2 separate regions of the Gossypium hirsutum genome follow, and region 2 is linked to region 1. The links are chromatin contacts, called in public Hi-C maps. All regions are on one chromosome and are shown on one strand. Each heading gives the region's core, a stretch centred on a gene start, on an enhancer-like site or on the middle of the called end of the contact. The rest is flanking DNA. Distances are from core to core; before and after follow the strand shown.

Region 1 (3,945 bases), core at 771-3,270:
GGAGCTGGATCTTCTCAATAATAGCTTCATAGAGTTCTAACTTCAAAATAAAATGCCAACAAAAAAGTCTAACTACTTTATAAGGATCAATTTGAGACATTAAAAATTCATCATTCAATAAGCTTTCAATTTGAAAAAATTTGACACATAACCACCTAAATAAAACCTATGTACATTCCAATAAACACTTGTGAAGCGTGAGAGTCAATTCCAATTTACCTGTCAGGACCCAACTGCACAAGACAGGATGAAGCATCTTCCCTCCTGCAATATTTGCAACCCTTTGTGATGCGACATGGTAGATTAACCAAGTCTGCTAATATCTGCAAAAGTTATAATTTGACAACGTTTTCCGTTCTATAAGCATTTTGATTAACAGCCACTCAGAAATAAAACATCGACTGAAATTAACCAATACGTACTCAAATATATGTATGTATACACACATGAAATGATAGCTAGCTTGTATTCAGAGATATACCTTAAACAGTAACACACGATGGACGCAAAGGCCAACAGATAGGCTTCCAATTGGAAATACAATAGAGCCTGAGCAGTTTTTCAGAACTTCGGTGCACTCCTTCCATTGTCTATAAACATCTTCTTCAGAAGAAGCTGCACCCCTGTCGGTAACAACAAAACTTTATTCCTAAGAGATATGACATAAAACCATTGAATCTAAAACTGATGCAAAATGAAGAACATGCATACCCCATTTGGTTACAGACAAGACATGCTAGCCGATTAATTGCATCTTTTGTGCTGATCCAGCTGCTAGATATTTTGAGAACCCAATTTTGAAGTTCCTTCAAACTAGGATCCCTTATTCTATCAATCAGAACAACAGTAATAGACAAATCAGCATGCGGATCAATGGCCCTCAATGACTCGATGGAGGGCATCAGGCCAATCTCTCCTTGATCAGCACTTAAGGTCCATGCATAAGGATCCATCCCATTGACTTGGTAAAATCCATCTGGAAGTCTATCAAAGTAAGACAGAATGCCATTTACCTGAACCAAAGGAAATCAGAGTACCTTAGAAATTCTTCATATGAATCATTAAACTTGTTTTCTGAACTTCTTCAGTCATTGGGATGTAAAATTCATCAACCACCAAGAAAAATAATCCAGAACTACTTTTTCCAACATAAAATACTATTTGCCTGCTTAAACTTGATGAAAAATGTTTTTATTACCATTACCAAAAATATGGTTTCATAGAAATATTCTAAATATAAACACATTGTTCAACCAACAAGAGATAAACATCACAAAAACTATGAAGGACATGGTCACTCAGATTTTTAATTCCAAAAAATTATAAACATGAAAACTTGAACAAAATGGCCAAGTGAAATTGCAGAAACATTATAAATAGAAAATCCAATATTTAATGTATACGACACAGACATTATCCTCATAATCATGGAAAACATAGTAACATAAATTAAATCATCAACCATAAAGCATAAAACCCTTTACTAACCAACAATTCAAGGACAAAAAGAAGTAAACTCAAAGAAACAGAAAAAATGAAGTGATACCCAGAATCGATGAGACACATGCTGAGGTGAAGAAGAAGAAGAAGAAGAAGAAGAAGAAGAAGAGGAAGAGGAGGAGGAAACTCTGTTGGTGTTAGCATCAGAATTGAAATCCAAGAAGTTGGAATCAACAGCAGAAGCAGCCAGCGAAGAAACCCGCAAAGCCAGCGCCAACTGCAATTGGTAACTCTCTTCGGTCTGCTGAGCCCAGCTTCTATTGAAGGAGGCCATCATTTCCGGCTCCAAACCATTCAGTTGGATTTGTAATCTGCAAGTGTTGTCAGATTGATTCCCATACATTGTTTTTTCATTTTCTGAAGAGAATTCACAAAGGAATGGAAATGGAAGTTCGTAAGAAAAGGACAAGTCTGAAACAGGGAATTTTGTGTAAGGTGATTGGAGAGGGCAGTGGGACAAGCAAAAGAATGAAAGGGACGGCCATTTAATATAATGGAAAGTGGGGAGATTCACTGAACTTGGGTTTGTTTTATTACAGGTGGAAACTCTCTCAAAAAGATGATGATTTTGGTTCGTTGAATGTAGATTCCCGGTAATCTGTCCGTATAGTTTGGATTTTTTTTATTTAAAAAAAAAGTCAATTTCCACTCAAATTCAATAAAATTTGTTCAATTTTAATATAAGGTTAAAATTTAGGAAACATTGCTTGCTTGGCATAGTTAGATATATGCCATTTGGCATCTTAATAAATAATATTAATAATCAAAATTAATATCCCATTATTTAATTGATATATTCATAAAGAATCAAAGATTTCATCCCATAAATTAAGTTAAATTTGATGAATTTAAACAAAAGTACGTTCAAATATACTCACTCAAATAAATATATTAAATATTAATACGAATAATTAAAAATCTTTATGCGGTCAATTTGCATTTAAATAATTAAAATAAATATGATTTCTTAATTATACAATCAATCAAAAAAGTGATAGGTACATTGCATTCTCAATTGAGAAAATATAAGATCGAATGTTGAAAATAATATTATTGAGAGAGATAATCATAAATTTCAAATATAATAAAATAAAATAAACTAATTTTATATAATTATAATAAAATATTATATAATTCATATTGAAAAAATATGATGACACAAAAACAATTATGTAAAGCAGTTATGAATGTACTAAAATTAATATTAAAAATCACGTACAAATATTTATTTTAAATTTAATTAGCATGAAAAATTATCGGTAATGACATGATATCAACATAATACATATAATATGCAAAAATATGCTATGAATTGAAACGTAAAAAACAATTACAATACAAAATAAAAATAACATAAATTTATATGAATATATGATTGTTTTTACCCTTTTAAATAATGTGGATCAATATTTTATTTTATAAAATCAATTTTTTAACGTGAATACAATATTAAATTAATCTATACTTATATACGGGTGTTCAAACTTCGGTTAAAATCGAATTAATCGATTGAATCGATCTAATTCGGTTAAAGGATTTTTGGAATTTTAATTAACAGTTAATTCGGGTTGAAATCAGGTAATTAACTGGACTTAATAAATAATATTATATATTTTATGTATTAGGTGATTACTAATTTAGTTAATTCAGTCAAATGAACATTTTTTATTTATTATTTGTTATGTTTTATACTTGTTTTAATAAAAACAAAACAAAATGTATAAATTTCGATTAATTCGATTAACAGGCCAAATTAACGTCCCTAATTAAAGGAATGTTGAAAGGATGTTTCTTCTTAAGACACTTGGCCCATACCATCAGCTCTTTCTTCTTTTGATTTTTCATTTTATAAAAACTAATTAAGTTTTAATTTTGGTCCTTTTAATATGTTTAAATTTGAGATTTAATCATATACTTTAAATTTTAACATAATTTGGTTTGTATATTTTTATAATTCTATTAATTAGTTGAAATAGTTAAAATCGTTAGATTTTCAATTAAAATATTATGTGGTTATATATAATTTAAAAACAGACTTTTAAATCCATAAAGTTGAGAGATTAAATTCTTAAAAGTAAAAATTGGAAGACTACATTCCAAATGTACAAAGTGTAGAGACTTAGAGTTATGGTTTTTGAACCAATTAGACCAACCGGAGTACCAGCTTGAAGAGAGGCATCAAACTAATTGACCTACAAATCGATACATAAAATAGGATATGACAAAACTAAAATATAACACGACACAAAAATAAAACATAAATTCATGAATGTGTTAATTATTAATTCACAAAAATTATATTAAAAGTTACAAAGATATAAATGTTTTTAAAATTAATTTGTATGATAAATAATGATATGGATTAGATAATGACCTCACTATTCTTTTTTATAAATTAAATAACAATAACAAATTATACGTACATAATATGAATTAAAGATAATA
Region 2 (3,945 bases), core at 938-3,437, 80 kb before region 1:
TCGTGCTGAATGCGAACGAACCTTTATTGGCCCAAGTAAGCCATTCAAACTTCCAAGAAGAAATCTTGTAATTACAGCCATCCAAAAATTTACACTAAGGCCGAAAAGGGAGTTGAAAATAACCCTGAGATGCATTTGCAATGAAAATTAAGAAAATACCACCATCACTGTAGAAACGTCAACCAGAAGTATGCAGAAAGATGAACTATGATAGAAGTTTCACTAACACTGAAGTAGTTCCCATAATTATTACAGGCTTTCGACCATAACGATCGGCAAATATTCCCCATGATACGGATGTTAAAGCTCTTCCAAGCATAAATGCAGATCCTTCAAAGAAATGGAGCATTGTGTTAGGATCATATGTTTGATTGAAAACAAAAGAAAAAAACGAATACAACAATGAAGAGAAAGCAGTGAACATAAGCTCACCCACATAACCAGCATAGGAGCCAATATCTTCCTCTCTTTCAGCAATATGAAAGTCCCTTATCTGAAAACAGAAGAATGAAGGGAAAACTACTACAGTAAGCAACACATTAACTTAAGTAAACCTGCTTTCATTTTTCTTGATGTATACGTGTCCGACACTTTTGATTCATTCATGGGTTCAGGGATATGACTTCTATGAACCCCTCCAAATACACTGAGAAACTTAAAAAAATCTAACCATACCCATTCGGATACATAACTGTATTGGACACTTCCACTCTTGATCTGGGTTTAACTTAGTGCACAATCATTAACTTTTTGCTTACATAAACTTGCAAAAAGATAAAGGGTCATAAAGAAGAAATTCACCAAACTCACCATGAAGTATAGGAAAGGAAAGAGAGATGATATCGGCAGAGCTGGAAACATTTGATAGTAGGAAATTAGGACCAATAAAGATAAAAGGAAATCAATGAAATAGGCGTTCTACATAAATTCCCCTTGAAACTTATGTTGCCGTGTCCGACATATGAATATGAAGATATGACTTGCAAAAAAATTTTCATACAAACTTTTAAAGAAAAACTGATCATATCAATGCCAGACACACCCGTATCCGACTTTCAAATCCGAGTCCCGAACAACATAGGTTGTCCTTACCAGTGCATAAGACAATAATCCATATGGAAAGCAGTGGCCGAATTGGGAGGCCTTGCTCCAATTCCTTCATTTCATCAACCTTACATCCAGGGCAGTTCTTATAGTACTTCTTCTTTAACAGGGGCTCTCTATACTCTGCAGCCATACTTGGTTCTTTGAGCTGAAGTGAATGACTATATATCTATATTCAGCTCAATAAACTCTTTTTCTTCCTCTTTGATACTCAGCTATCCAAGCCCCTAAATTTCATCAATGAAAAGCAATCAATCAAAACAAAGATAACAAAAGAATATAAAATATATATATATGAAAACGACAGAATAAAAACCAAAAATTGCAGTATGTTGAAAACCATGTGCTCTCTATCAATCTTGTTTGAGAATAAAAGGGTGGGTAATACACATTTAAAAAAAAAAGCTTCATTAAGTATCCGATTCAACACCAACTTGAATCTAAGATCACAAGAAAATTCACTATGGCTGACATGTCTACATGCCTATGACGCATAGGCAGAGACAAAAGTTCCAATGGCATGACAAACTCCGAATTTAGGCAAGAATAAAGCGCAAAAAACAAACATAATAATCCAAGACTTAAGTAACTATTGCAAGATAACAACACTTCAACCAATATCATCAATATGTTTTCTCTACGAATATATTCATTGGGGACAAAAAGCATATAGTTCATGCTCAAATGGGTGGAGAAGAATAAAGAAAAAAAAAACAAAAGCACACATCAAACCAGAGCCATCTATCCAAAAAGAACTTACCCTGGAAAAATTATTTCTGCAAAAACAAATTGAAGATATGGAAGAAGAGTTTCGGGTTCCGGTTTTAAAAGCGCAATCATTGAACCAAATCGTCTAACAGACAGGCATCATTGTACACATCAAACCCACAACGACGACAGCATGTATATACATCGTATATATATGGACAATAATTACATGCAGGAAAGGTGGCTTTTCGAGAAACTACCGGGCAAGATCATGCGAGCGAGGTAATTCAAATCGCAGGAATCAAAATAAGAACAGGTCTCCTTAAAATGTGTACAGACAAGAAAAGAAACGTAATGAACGGATTTGAGACAGAGATATGACAAGTTACGTGCATTGATTTGCAAGACTACAAATTCATGAAAACGGACAAGGATTTGTTGTTTTCAGTCTTACACCAACTTGCTAGTTATTTAATACTTACATACTTTTGCCTTCCGGGTCAGTAAAATATTTCCTATTTGTGGCTCTTGGCTTTCGTCTACAATTTGTATACCACCACTTAGATTAAGTTATCTTCAAATGTTTAAGGTTTTGATCTTCCGGATTTATTGGACGAAATGATTCACCACTTTTTAATATGATCTTATTTTGTAATTATTGTTAATGGAGTAATTAGGACGAATAACATTATCATTGGAAATAACTTTTATTATCAAATGTTTTAATTTATAATTAAGAATTTTTATATTTACTTCTTTAGTTTCATTAATTTTGATTTTATTAAAAAACAATAAATTATAATTTTGAATTTTAAACAAACTTTAGTATGTATTAATTTTTATTATTTATAAAAACATAAAATTATATATGTCTAAAATAAATACAATAATAAGCATTTATATATAAAATAGGTTTTTAAAAAAAAAATTGACTCTTTTTTAAAAGTTAATGGTAAAATTTAATTAAAAAAAATAAGAACTAAATTAACAAAATATATAAATACTAAGGCTAAATTTATCATTATGCCAACAAAAAACTAAGCTTATATGTCAAAAAGCCCTTAAAATGAAAAAAAAAATCCGATGAAGCCCGTGTATTAAATTCGCATCCAATTAAGATAATGCAGTTCACTAAAATAATCAATTAAATCCCTCCATTAACGACTTCCCCCATTGACCATATTGACTGCTAAAATAAATTAACGAATCAATCAAATGGTGACATATGACAGCTCCTAATTTAATCTAACATGTTTCTCATCAAAATATTTAAAAATCAAAAGAAAAAATCTGAAAAATTCTCAAAAATATTAAAATTAGTACATATTAAAAAATGAAAAATGATATAAAATTATTAAAAAAATCATAAACACTTGAGTTGGACTAGATCAGTAGGTTGGACCAATTAAACCGAAATTGGTAAGGGTATCTGTCCAAAGAAAGTCATTAGACTGATTGGCCTTAGAATTGGATGGTTGAACCAACTTTGTTTTTTCAATATTTTTCATGTTTTAATGTTTTATTTAAATTATCTGGACGAATCAATCAAATTGGCGAACCAACAACCTAATCGGTTTGACTATTAGGCCAATTTCTGAAAACCTTAGTTAGTATATTTCATTTGGACATATGCTAATATTTAAATAATGAAATTTAGTTTGATAAAAATATTAAAAAAATGAAAATTCAGTTTAACCGCCCAGTTTCTAGGTCAACCAGTCTAATGACTTTTCCCAGACTGGTACCTTTGCCGATTTGGGCTAATTGGTTCAGTTCAAGTTTTTATAATTTTTTTTATAATTTTTATAAGTTTATATAATTTTAATAATTTTAATTTTTTATATTTTTTTTTACATTTTTATTACTTTCAAGATTTCTAATAATTTTTTTTAAATTTTATAATTTTATAACTTATTATATATTTTTATATTTTATAATATTTATAAGTTTTTTTATGATTTTAGTTAGTTTATATCAATTTTAATATTTTTTTTATTTTTATGATTTTTAAATTATTTTTATGAAGAAAATATTAAATTAAATCATGTGTCACCATCTGATTAGATCATCAATTTATTTTAATGGTCAATATGGTCAATGATGAAAACTGTTAAAGTAAGAGTTTAATTAATT

What was found. Hi-C and Micro-C count contacts between places; a contact is called where the count stands out from the background.
Region 2: a Hi-C map of leaf shows a contact between it and region 1, with 4 times the contacts expected there. The contact joins the promoter of LOC107904360 here to the enhancer-like site in region 1. A contact is called at or near these places in 22 of 34 Hi-C or Micro-C datasets (anther, callus, cotyledon and 5 more).

The regions. Positions count from the first base shown.
Region 1 is chrA05:35,789,971-35,793,915 of Gossypium_hirsutum_v2.1, reverse strand. It overlaps the pseudogene LOC107904362. Among protein-coding and RNA genes, the nearest start is that of LOC107903040, 12 kb to the left of the region's middle. Within about 2 kb of position 2,020, at least 6 of the 9 cell types and tissues checked have an H3K27ac peak or open chromatin away from gene starts, as enhancers often do. A contact at or near this core is called in cotyledon, fibers and leaf, where this site is marked.
Region 2 is chrA05:35,869,917-35,873,861 of Gossypium_hirsutum_v2.1, reverse strand. LOC107904360 (protein ZINC INDUCED FACILITATOR-LIKE 1) reads right to left here and starts at 2,187. Exons shown (of 18, transcript XM_016830703.2): 1 at 1,865-2,187; 2 at 1,093-1,331; 3 at 811-851; 4 at 433-493; 5 at 228-330; 6 at 22-124. The coding sequence starts at 1,237.